Regions from separate parts of the Sus scrofa genome. Here region 1 is linked to region 2. Evidence: chromatin contacts called from public Hi-C data. All regions are on one chromosome and are shown on one strand. Each heading gives the region's core, a stretch centred on a gene start, on an enhancer-like site or on the middle of the called end of the contact. The rest is flanking DNA. Distances are from core to core; before and after follow the strand shown.

Evidence for each region. A called contact is a pair of places that touch in the nucleus more often than the background predicts.
Region 1: a Hi-C map of liver shows a contact between it and region 2, with 11 times the contacts expected there. The contact joins the promoter of ALB here to the enhancer-like site in region 2. A contact is called at or near these places in 7 of 47 Hi-C or Micro-C datasets (adipocytes, fetal liver, liver and 1 more).

The regions. Positions count from the first base shown.
Region 1 is chr8:69,638,786-69,645,171 of Sscrofa11.1, reverse strand. ALB (albumin) reads right to left here and starts at 1,700. Exons shown (of 15, transcript NM_001005208.1): 1 at 1,583-1,700; 2 at 819-876. The coding sequence starts at 1,661.
Region 2 is chr8:69,587,781-69,593,610 of Sscrofa11.1, reverse strand. No RefSeq gene overlaps it. Among named protein-coding and RNA genes, the nearest start is that of ALB, 53 kb to the left of the region's middle. Within about 2 kb of position 2,145, at least 2 of the 83 cell types and tissues checked have an H3K27ac peak or open chromatin away from gene starts, as enhancers often do. A contact at or near this core is called in liver, where this site is marked.

The DNA of each region.
Region 1 (6,386 bases), core at 451-2,950, 52 kb before region 2:
TAACAAAATTTTAATATACAGTACATTGCTAAGCTAGAAAACAAATTGTGTGTCTGTATATCTATATTTTACACATCTTTCTTACTCTTAGCCAGAAAGCCTGTTCACATTAGCTGTGATCTGAGGCTTAACGAAGTACATGTGGCTTCAGAAGCCAAGGATGTATATTTCCACTATCATGGAAGAAGATGTATCATGTCAGAAGATGCATACACACAGAGCAAACAGGTAAAATGTATTCGAATAGACCTAGTTACTAAGACTGGGACATTACCTAGGCTAACTATTTAAAACAAACAAACAAACAAACAAAAAACCACACACACTCATTTAATCAGGCTGTAGGATGAGATAGACCTTGAAAAATAAACTGTTTTCTCACTATTTATTAGATTAAAAAAATTGAAATTATCTCAAGAAACCACAGAACTATTTGCTAGGGAAAGCGAGTTGTGAACGAATCACATAGCAAAATCCTTCCCCCCATGCAGGCTATACAAGATTTCCAGAGCTACACTGTCCAACATAGTTGCCATTAGCCATAAGTGACGATGTAGATTTAAATAAATTAAAAGTAAATGCTGTTTAAATTTTTGATCCTCAGTTGTACTCGTCATATATATTTAAAGTACTCCGTAGCCACATGTGGCCAATGGCAACTGTCAGACAACACCAATAGAGGATATTTCCACCAACGCAGAAAATTCTACTGGAGGGACTGCTCTAGAATCTCTGATGGCGGGGGAATATGAGGGTGTCAAAATAATAACTGACACTAATAGAAACATTAAATTTGAATCTTCAATATTTTAACTTACAGGCCTTTGAAATATTGTTCTCCCAAATCTTTAAACCGATGAGCAATTTCACTCTTGTCTGGGGAAAAGAGGAGAGAAAAAAAGTTTTGCTTAAATTCTGACGAAACAACCAGTTAAGATAATATTTTTTGTTTCTCTTCATTTGACTTAGGTATTCATTTGCTCCTAGATACTGGGCTCTGATCTTTACAGAAAATCTTAGGACGGTGGTAAATTTCTTCTTTTGCATTTAAACAGAAGAGTTATTTAATTGCCCATGATATTATTTGAAAAACCATTAAAATCATTAAATATTTATGGCTTTCTATTCAAACTTGGATAAGATCTAATGTTCATTTAGTATCTATTACCAGCTACTGAGAGGATGGTCTGAAATGAAAAATATAAATGCAAATTCTTTTTATAAAGTGTTTGTATATTCTTAATATAAACCAAGGTGTAAGGTACAGTGAATAGGCCTTTAGGAATTTGGAATTTTTAATTCTGTCTTCAACTGCACTCTGTGAAGTGTAAGTCACTCTACATAAGCTCCTTCATGTGCAAAAGAAAATTATAGCTACTAAACAATTCTCACTATTTTTTCACCCAGCATGTTAGAAACATATTAATAAGATAACTTCCTAAGGGTTCGCAAATACAAAATATCATAACAGTCTAGAAATAAATGCTAAAGGAAAACTTAATTCATCAAAGATTCAAAGTTTACTGAAACTTTCTTTTACTAGGAAAATAAAAGTTGAACAATAGAAAAATCGAACTCTTACATGTATCTCGACGAAACACACCCCTGGAATAAGCAGAGCTGAAGAGAAAGAGAAGGGAAATAAAAGTCACCCACTTCATTGTGCCAAAGGCTTGTGGGGTTGATAGAAGAGAAAAGGTAGGACGAACAGAGGAAAGTCAGCACTAATATACTTCTTTAACCAATAATTGTAGATTATTAACTAGACTCATTTTTGTATTTCATTGGCTCACAACTGATTACAAAATTCATAGTTTTTTTGCCAAAAATGTGTTTGACTAAATCCCTTGCGTATGTTTGCCGTCTGGATCTGTTTTCTCCACAAGACCTTGTCAATTCATTAAAGTTATGTAAAACACCTTATCAAATTTTACATAAGAGTTTAAACGATTTGTACTATTACCATGATCTCTATCTGTGGTTTACCATTTGAACGTGTTAGTTTTCAAAATTTGCAAAAATTTAAGCAAACCAGTGACTTAGCTTGGAAATAAGACATGTTAAAAGAGCTAAGCTCTGAATTGTATCTATTATTAATTCCAAGTATGCTTTTATTGATAAGTAGTGAAAATGCATACACACATGGGTGTGTGCATGCATGCATGCATGCATGCACGCATTCGAGGGCTTCCATGGCTTTTCATTCTTCTGAAACTGTTCTGTCAAAAAAACCAGTGTCTCAAATGCAAACTAAGAAAAAGTCATAGCAACAATAACAACTAAAACGGATGTTGAGAAGTCCTACATTTTTACCTCAGCTCTGGCCCACTGGTGATTCAGGCTCTAGAGTAAAGTACTTAGAGGCAGTATGGTACCTCTCATGGAGATATGGGGAAGAAAATGGACACAATGGCAGCAGTGGTAATCTTTTCTATCATGATATACACAGGGCAGGCTGAGCCTGATTATATTAGTGGTTTTAAGAATCCTAGACCTTCTTTACCAGGCATTATATTCTTTCCATCCCTATTTCACATTTTTCTTTCTTTCTCGCTTTTACTAAAAAGGAAAGTCACATGCTCTTCTTCAATGTTATTTTAAATTTCGAAATAAATTTAACTTCATGTCTAAAAACAAAGATAATTTTTCAAAAATGTTCTTTCGAACTTCCTTCCTTACTTTTCCCACCCCAAATTCTGATCTCTGCCTCTGAAGGACTATTCTCTCTCTGCCCTTTTGCTCTAAAGATGAAGAACTATGGATTTCATGAAGCTCCCTGGTGGTGCAATGGGTTAAGGCGTTTCCACAGCTGTGGCACTGGTTGCAGCTGCAGCACCCGTTAGATCCCTGGTCCAGGAACTTCCACATGTCATCGACACAGCCAAGAAGAACTACGGATTTCAATCAAAAGAAAAAGGAAAACTAACCTCCTCTGATACTTTGATACTACAGAACAATAATTAGTATCAAGCCAGTCATTTCAGTTAATTAAATAACCAAGTCAATCAAACTGTCAGCCATGTCACTCTGTGGCACATATGGCACAGACACAAGTAAATACTTAAAAGAAGTATTATTTTTCCTATTCAGTCATATGATGAAAGAAATTTATTTTCTATGACTTTTTTTTTTCACTTCTCAGGTATGGGTACTAATTAAATAGTCAAGCACAAAAGAGGAGATGATAGGAAAGCAGGCAATAAGACAATATTTTGATAGATTACAGAGGTAGATAATACAAACAGATAGATGATTAGCTACCTAGCTAGACAGAGCTGATAGATTTTTTTTTTTTAATGGCTCCATAAATAACAGAAATAGACTTGTCTTTCTGGGCACAGCTGAACAGAAATAAGTGAATGTCTGTCTATGGAATTTTTTCCATTGGAGAAAATCATTTTTTAAAGCCTAAAATCCAATACTAGAAGAGAAAAAAGGCAGCTATTCTAATTTTCTAAATTTAAAAAAAAATTATATCAACTTTGAGCTTCTGAGAAAAAGGCATCTTTTATTTGAAGTCAGTGTTCCTCATGAGTCCTCTGGGAAGGCTTTATTAAATACGCAGTCCTTATCCTTGGATATAACTGTATTACTAATTCACAGAATCAGGCTTTTGTCACTCACACATATACTTCGTGCATATTTTTTATTTGACAAATGAAAAGAAAAATATTAGTCTCTCCACCTACTTTGCACTGCAATTGTAATAAAATGGTAAATACAGAAAACCCCCCAAATCAAATTCATTACAATTTTAGAAACTTAAAATTGATATTCTTATATTTAATGAAGATCACAGAGTTTTCAAATATAAAACTGAAAACACCTGAAAGGTTATTTCCTTATATCTGGAATCTAATATACGACACAAATGAAACTTTCCACAGAGAAGAAACTCATGGACTTGGAGAACAGACTTGTGGTTGCCAAGGGGGAGGGGGAGGGAGTGGGATGGACTGGGAATCTGGGGTTAATAGATGCAAACTATTGCATTTGGAATGAATAAGCAATGAGAGCCTGGTGTATAGCACTGGGAACTATATCCAGTCATTTGTGATGGAGCATGATGGAGGATAATGTGAGAAAAAGAAGGTATATATGTATGTGTGACTGGGTCACTTTGCTGTACAGTAGAAAATCAGGAGAAAACTATAACCAACTATAATGGAAAAAATAAAACTCATTTTAAAAAAGAATGTTTCCTGTGAATAGCATAATGAAATTTCTGTGTATGTATCTTTTTTAAAGATTAGCAGATGGTTGAGAAATTAAAATATTTAATTCTTAACACTATCTGCTTTAAAATTATTAACTTTTAAGAAACCCTTGAATATTTGCATCTTGTAGGTTCCCAAAGTAAGGGTACCTACATTTTTCTTCTATTAATTCTGAGTATATATTCTAAACTGAGATGAATAAAATTACTTAATTGTTGTTTATTTCTAAGTATTCTGTTCTTCAAGATTTTAAACCCTTGTATTTAGTTAGTCACCTAAGGAATCTGGCACAAGAGTAAATGTGAATATTTAAACCAAGAGTTTTAAATATGACTTATAGAAACTACTTCTAAATAAATAGGAAACTAGCTCCAATAATTTTTCAATGTGTTCCTAATTTTATGGGAGAAGTTTAAAGAGAGAGTAGTTAAGAAGATTACTTCTTATGGAAAGAGTTAATTATATGCTGATCATTTAGAAGAGAAAAAAATACCTCAGTTGAAATATTTTATCCCCTTGTCCTTCATTTTTTGCATTCATTTTGACAGGAAAGAAAAGGCACAGATTTGAAGCAGATGAAGTATCTCTTGGACCAGTCCCCCACTTCCTTGCCATCCTAATCAAAAACTTAAACCTATACCCTCCTGCTACCTTCGGGATCCCTGCAGCTTCCACCAAGTCATTCAAACCAGGTTTCCCTCCATTTGTCCATTTTCCTTCTTCAACCTTTATGCCATCTCCTTCTGTAATAGATTATTACTTCTGGGTTGCCTTCAGTTAGAAATCAAGGGAAACATATGCATTAAAATGGGACAACAATGACTGATAATAGCCTCAGTATTACAACACAGACTTTCTAGAAACATTTAACCCAAAGTCACTCCAAAATGTGGGAAATTTGGATTTATTTGGAGGGAAATTTAAACAGAAAAATCGTTTCTTAACATTCTTCCTATTATGCATGGGACATATGTGTGGATGTCCACATATAGGTAGGATAGATCTTATTTATCATTGAAGAGCCTGGACTGCTTTCTAAAAACACAGAAGGATAGAAAAGTGAAAGAGTATTAGGCATCAAACTAATTGAAATATGGTAAGCAATTTAATTTCTTATTCACTTATGAAGATACATTTCCCATTAATAAAAGAAAATAAATTGTCCAAATTGTGTGAACAATATAGGCATTTCTAATGCAAACATAAAATTTGTAATGTAATTCAAATATCAATTGTCCCTTCACAGCCCTCCATAAACACTTGCATTAGTGAGAAAAATCTTTTTTTTTTTTTTTTTTTTTTTGGCCTTTTGTCTTTTTAGGACCACACCCGCGACGTGGTGATTCCCAGGCTAGGGGTCTAATCGGAGATACAACTGCCGGCCTACACCACAGCCACAGCAATGCCAGATCTGAGCCACATCTGCAACCTACACCATAGCTCACGGCAACCCCAGATCCTTAACCCACTGAGCGAGGCCAGGGATCAAACCCATAATCTCATGGTTCCTAGTCGGATTCATTTCCAATGTGCCATGGCAGGAATCCCAGTGAGAAAAATCTTTGCTGAAAAAATCATAGGGGATAAAGGGAAGAAAGTTTACATTATAAAAACCACACTAAATTACCATCCTTGGCTTGTCCCATCTCTTAAATCCAGATCTCTCCAAAGCGCCCATGGCAGGAGGGTCCCTTTTCCATCTTTCCTCATGCTACACTGGGCATCTAGAATTTAGGTCTACTTTCTCTCAGATTTACTTAAAACTTCTCAACTCTTTACTATGCAGTTTAATTCATCTCAATGTCAATTTCTAGCTGCAAACTCAAGTGTGCAGATCTGTCTATATCTTTAGGCCATATGGGTCAAGCTGGATTAAATAATCTTTAAGGACACTTCTGCCTTGAACATTCTGTGATTCCATATTCCCAATGAAACAGTCATAGAATGAGTAAAGGGCCTGACTGGTAGAATGACTATATCAAGTTAAGGAATTGGGATCCAGATCTGCGAATCTGTTCATCGCTGAGCTGCCCATGAGTTCCTTAGGCATCACTCTTTATCTACTTCAGGTTAAGAGTCTTAAGAAATGAACAGGTCATTTCACTTCTCTAAATTATAGAAATAAAATAACACTCATATCTTTTTATCATTTTTCCAATCCAAGAAAAA
Region 2 (5,830 bases), core at 896-3,395:
GAAGAAGAAGAAGAAGAAGTCTTTCAAGTCTTTCATGTTTAAAACTTAATCATCCTTTCAGTGACCAATTTATAATTGACTCACAGTTAAACAAAAGTATTTGAAAATTTAACTTTTCCTTTTAGATTTTCTCATTTGAAATTATAATGCACATTACATTATAATATTAAAGGAAACTCAGAATGGAAATTATATATGTACCATGAGTATAATTATATTTTTTAAAGTAGATATATGGGGGAGAGAACGTAAACCAGAAAGCAAAATAATGATATGATTACATTTCTAGAACTGAATCATAGTTTTTCTCTCATTGAAGTTTCCAGATATTCTAAATGTAGTTACAGCACTTCTATAGAACATTATTTTTAAAATAGAAATATATATATATATTCTAAATATATATATATATATATTCTAAGGACTTTCTTGACATAATTGCCTAATCTCTTGTTTTTCATTTCATCCGGTGTCTCACCAAATTACAAATTATTTCCAATATTTACCCAGCCACACAGTGTGTACCAAGAGCTCCACATGGCTTCTTACAACAAAGTTAAAGCAATCTTGTTTCCATTAAACACACTCCATGAAAATTTTCAAAAGATAAATGATGCAAATATATTTTGACAGGGAAACCAAACACTTTAGAATAATTAAATCTCTTATTTTCTCTTTGGAGTATGTGTGAAGGCCCTGTAACATTTTCCAAATGGCAAGAACATTTTGATGAGTATAAAAAGGGGATTGAACAGAGAATTAGGGATCCTGAGTTCTAATTTCTTGTCTGCTCTAAATTGCTTTGTAATTTGATGGTTTTCTAACCTATCTAATTCTCATTCATCATCTGTAAAACCTGAAGATTACCAGCCTGCCTCACATTCCAGTGCTAGTAGGCAGACAAAGTTAGAGTACATTAATGTTATTTTAACATTATTGCTTGTGAATCACAATCGAAAGGCAACTGAAATGATAATTGTGGCAAGTGTCTGATTAGCAGCAATATTAAACAGGCCTAATTCAATTCCACAAGCTTAAAGAATTTCAGAGTTTGAGAGAAAAAAAAAAGTTTAGCAATGAAGTGATAAGAAGAAAATAAGTTGGAAAATAACACAGGGTACTCAAAAGAAAGTCACGGAACTTTTAAGAAACATTATCTTTAATTAACAAAAAAGTTCTACATTAATCTATTAGTAAATTATGTTTGCCCAGATGTCTGGTGCTTTACTAAATTTATGCCCCTAATGGTGGTTTTAGTTGGTGTGTTCTGACATCTTTTTCCAGCAATACATACACACATAGCCTTTTGGTTCATGGGTGATAGTCCTGTTTGCAAACATCTTTGGTCTATTTCAGGGGCTCAGATCCTGCTTGTGAAACAGAATTAAATTAATTTCACAGGTCTTTGACCGCCACTTAGTATGCAGGCTTGTGCAAAGAAAGCTACCCAGTTTCAACAGGGGTCAGGGGTCCAAGAGAATTGCTATTGCTTCTTACAGACAATTATTTAAATGTCTAATGCATACATTTTAAGCAGTGCATAAGCTATAAGACAAGAAATTGACAAGAAATGCATTCATATAAAAGAAAAAATAGCACTTTAAAAATTGTTTCTTTGACTTCTAGGAATCAAAAATATCTCAAGGTAAGTACAACACACATACTAATGATATAAAAATATCTTATTTCCCTAATTATTAAATACCTTAGAAAGAATTAAATGTGAAGATAGGACACATCTAAAAAGAGTGTTTTGCATTGCCTTTGTACACCATTAAGCAATTTGAATTATGTTGTCAGCCAGCTAATAGTTTAACTACCTGTGGCTTTCTTGGTATTTATCCAAATATTTGTTTTTTTCATGTAATGTTCACTCCATGGCCATGGTAGCTTTTAAACATTAAGTTCTTCTACCTTTGGACTTCAGGGCATTAGTAGATGAAAAGCATTTTTACTGTGTTTTATATGAGAGGAAAAATATTCCATAGCAGTTGGATATATGTAATTATAATGAAAAGCTAATATTTACTGAGCACTTATCTTGTGCTAAACCCTATTTTTACAGGTATTATTTCACTTAACACTCATAGAAAAATAGGAAGTTGAGGTTTGGAGAAGTTAAGCAACTTACCCAAGGCCACAGACACAGTAAGTTAGCCAGAACTCAAGCCCAGATCTGACTTAAGCACCTGGCTCCTAGCACTCACCATGCTGTTAGTTCAAGAGCAGCTAACTAAATCTTTCATCAAATGTAGTGTTTCAAGAATGCAATGTAAACTTAGAAAGACCTGAATAGCACAACCTTTTCAGTTCTTCCAAATATAATCATTATTTTACCTATGCCTAGAGCTATAACAAAAGAAGGAGGAGGAAGAGGAGAAAGATAAGGAGGGAGAAAAAGAAGGAATAAATTTTATATTTTTTTCCACTTGAAAATAAAGTTTAAATTCCAAAAATATATCATTTGAATCATAATGATTGGTTCTTAAAACAATTATCTCTCAGCTCCAAACCCATTCTGCTTTTCTGTATTTTGTAAAGCTGGAACAGCGACTATGAAAATTGTATTTCTCTTTTGTCAGCCAATTCCTATTAAAATCTGCCGGAACTTCAGAAGGATATTAGAAGGCAGAAGGAGATCTAATATATTCAATGTAGGTAAGAGCAGAAGTTGATGGAGTATGAAAGATGCAACAGAGAAATTCATAAAATGCAAAATATGGTTCTTTTAAAAACATTAACAAAAATTCCAAGCTTCTGGCACAACTGATCAAGAAAAACAGAGAGAGAGAGAATGTCAAATCTATGGTACTGAGGTATCTGTACCATAAACTAATATAGTATGTCAACCATATTTCAGTTAGAGACAGAATTGGAGCAAAAAAAAAGTTTTTTCACAATCCTCTATCTTTAATATTTCAGTATGATGCATTTGGGGAATCTGACACATTAGACTTCAGATGTTCTCTGTTCATGACAAGTTATCAGTGAGGGAGGAAAGGGGAACCACAGTAATATATTCTCTTCATAAAGATTGTAATTACAATGGAAAGGGGAACATTTTCCATTGCAATTTATTCAAGGTCTTTTAAAAATGTTGTTCAGAAATGGCAGAACACAAATAATAAAGAGTAGAACCCGAAATATTTTACTCAAATTCAATTGTAGTTAATATGCCAGACAAAAACACATACATTGATAGCACTATTTACAATAGCCAAAACATGGAAATAGCTAAATGTGCATCAATAGATGAATAGATAAAGAAAATGTGAGATATACATATATATATATTACTGAATATTACTCAGCCATAAAAAATACTGCATAAAAATATTACTCAACCATAAAAAGGAATGAAATAATGCCATGTACAGCAACATGGGTGTACCTAGAGATTATCATACTAAGCAAAGTAAGTCAGAAAGAGAAAGACAAGCACCGTATGATATCATTTATATGTGGAATCTAAAAGACAACACAAATGAACATACCTATGAAACAGAAACAGACACAGATACAGAGAACACACTTATGGTTGGCAAGGGGGAAGGAAGAATTAGGACTTTGGGATTAGATAAGATGGATAAACAACAAGGTCCTACTATATAGCACAGGGAACTATAGTCAATATCCTGTGATATACCATAATGAAGAAGAATATATATGTACATGTGTGTGTGGGTAGGTAACTGAATAAATTTGCTATACAGCATAAATTAGCACAACATTCTACATCAACTATACTTCAATAAATTTTTTTTTAAAAACAACGTACTTTTATATGCAGGGACAATGCTTTTCAACTTCTTATTTTGATCTAATTTTAGATTTGTAGAATAGTCACAAATATGTACAGAAGTTTTCCATAATCCTTCATCCAGCTTCCCTTATGTTAGCATTTTACAAAACAATAGAATATTTATCATGACCAAATAATTAACTTTGGTATAAGAACTTAGTTAATTAAAGTGCTGAAGTTGTTTGGATTTTACCAGATTGTCCACATTACATTTTGTTGGCACTTCCTCTTAGCTAACTCTAATTTATAACTGTCTTTACTTCTTTTTTATTACTAAAAAATTTTATTGAAAAGAACACACAACCAAAATTACAAGAGATTAAAATAATACTAATGGAGATTTCTGCCTCCAGGCATGATAAACCAAGGGACACAGATCTTAATAAAAACTCTAATGCCAATAGAAAATGGACCACAGGAAAATGTGAGATTATCAGAACATATGAAAGAAAACTCTCACATACATAAAATAGACAAATAGTATAATGAATCTTGGAGGAAGCTGGGACCCAGATTCTGGGGAGAGGATAGCGCTATACATGCTCATATTTCTAGTGGCACAATAAGGCTACTTCTGGGAATATACAAAGAAAGTGGAGGAGTTCCCTGGCAGCCTAGCTGCTAAGGACTTGGCTTTGCACTGCTGCTGCTTGGGTTACTGCTGTGGTTCAGGTTTGATCCCTGGCCTGGGGACTTCCATATGCTGCAGGTGTGGCCTGGGTAAAAGGCCATTGCTATAGCAAAACTGCCATGAACAGACAGCTAACAGAAAGGAGCAAACAAGATTTATAAAATATAAAAACAAATCTATTCAGAGTGATATTGAAAGCTTATGATATTTATGTACAATAGCGTACAAACTTTCTGAATACAATGTGGCAATATATATCAAGAACCATAAAAATGTTATTGCATTTGACATGGTAATCCATGCTTTGTAGTTTATCTAAAGGCAGGATTCAGAGATGTGCCCCAAAATTTTTGCTCATGGTGGTTCAAGATAGTATTAAAACTTAACTACATGGGCAGTTCCCATTGTGACTCAGCAGGTTAAGAACCCAACATAGTGTCCATGAGGATGTGGATTTGATGCCTGGCCTCATTCAGTGGGTTAAGGATCTGGCATTGCCAGGGATGAGGCATAAGTTGCAGATGTGGCTTGGATCTGGCATTGCTTGCTGTGGCTGTGGCGTAGACTGGCAGCTACAGCTAAAATTCAACCCCTAGCCTGGGATCTGCCATATACCACAGGTGTGACTGTAAAAAGAAAAAAAAAAAAAACTTAACTGCATGAACAAACATGTCCTATGCAGATAGGGTCCCCCTTTTCACCAGACTAACATGATACTTACATAAGTAAATCACACCTACATAGACTGTCACAGCTTCTAATTAAGCAATTCCAAAAACACTAAAATTCCCTGTGCCCCCTGCACTCAAATAGAATAGTATCACAATGGTCATTCCAAATGTAAGATTATAAAAATAGTTCCAGAGATTGGCCCAGCAATTCATGCAATACAAATTGCTGATGTCCAATTTAAGCAGCCTAATAAAGCATAATTAAGAAGGTGACAATCATGTATCATCTCACTGGTCAGAATGGACTTTATTAAAAAGTCCCCAAACAATAAATTCTGGAGAGGTATGGAGAAAAGAGAACCCTCCTACACTATTGGTGGGATGTAAATTGGTGCAGCCACTATGGAAAAGAGTGTGGAGACTCTTTAAAAATCTAATCTATATGAGAAAAGAATCAGAGAGAATGGATATGTGTATATGTATGACTGGGTCGCTGTGTTGTCCAGCAAAAATTATCACAGCCTTGTAAATTAACTATACTTCAATAAAACCTTAAAAAAAAAAAACTTAGGTTGCTGTTGTGGTGCAGTTTCATAGCCTGGGAATTTCCACATGCCACAGATGCAGCCAAAAAACAAAAACAAAAACACTAAAAATAGAGCTACTATATGATCCTGCAATCCCACTCCTGGTCACATATCTGGAGAAAATCATACTTCAAAAAGA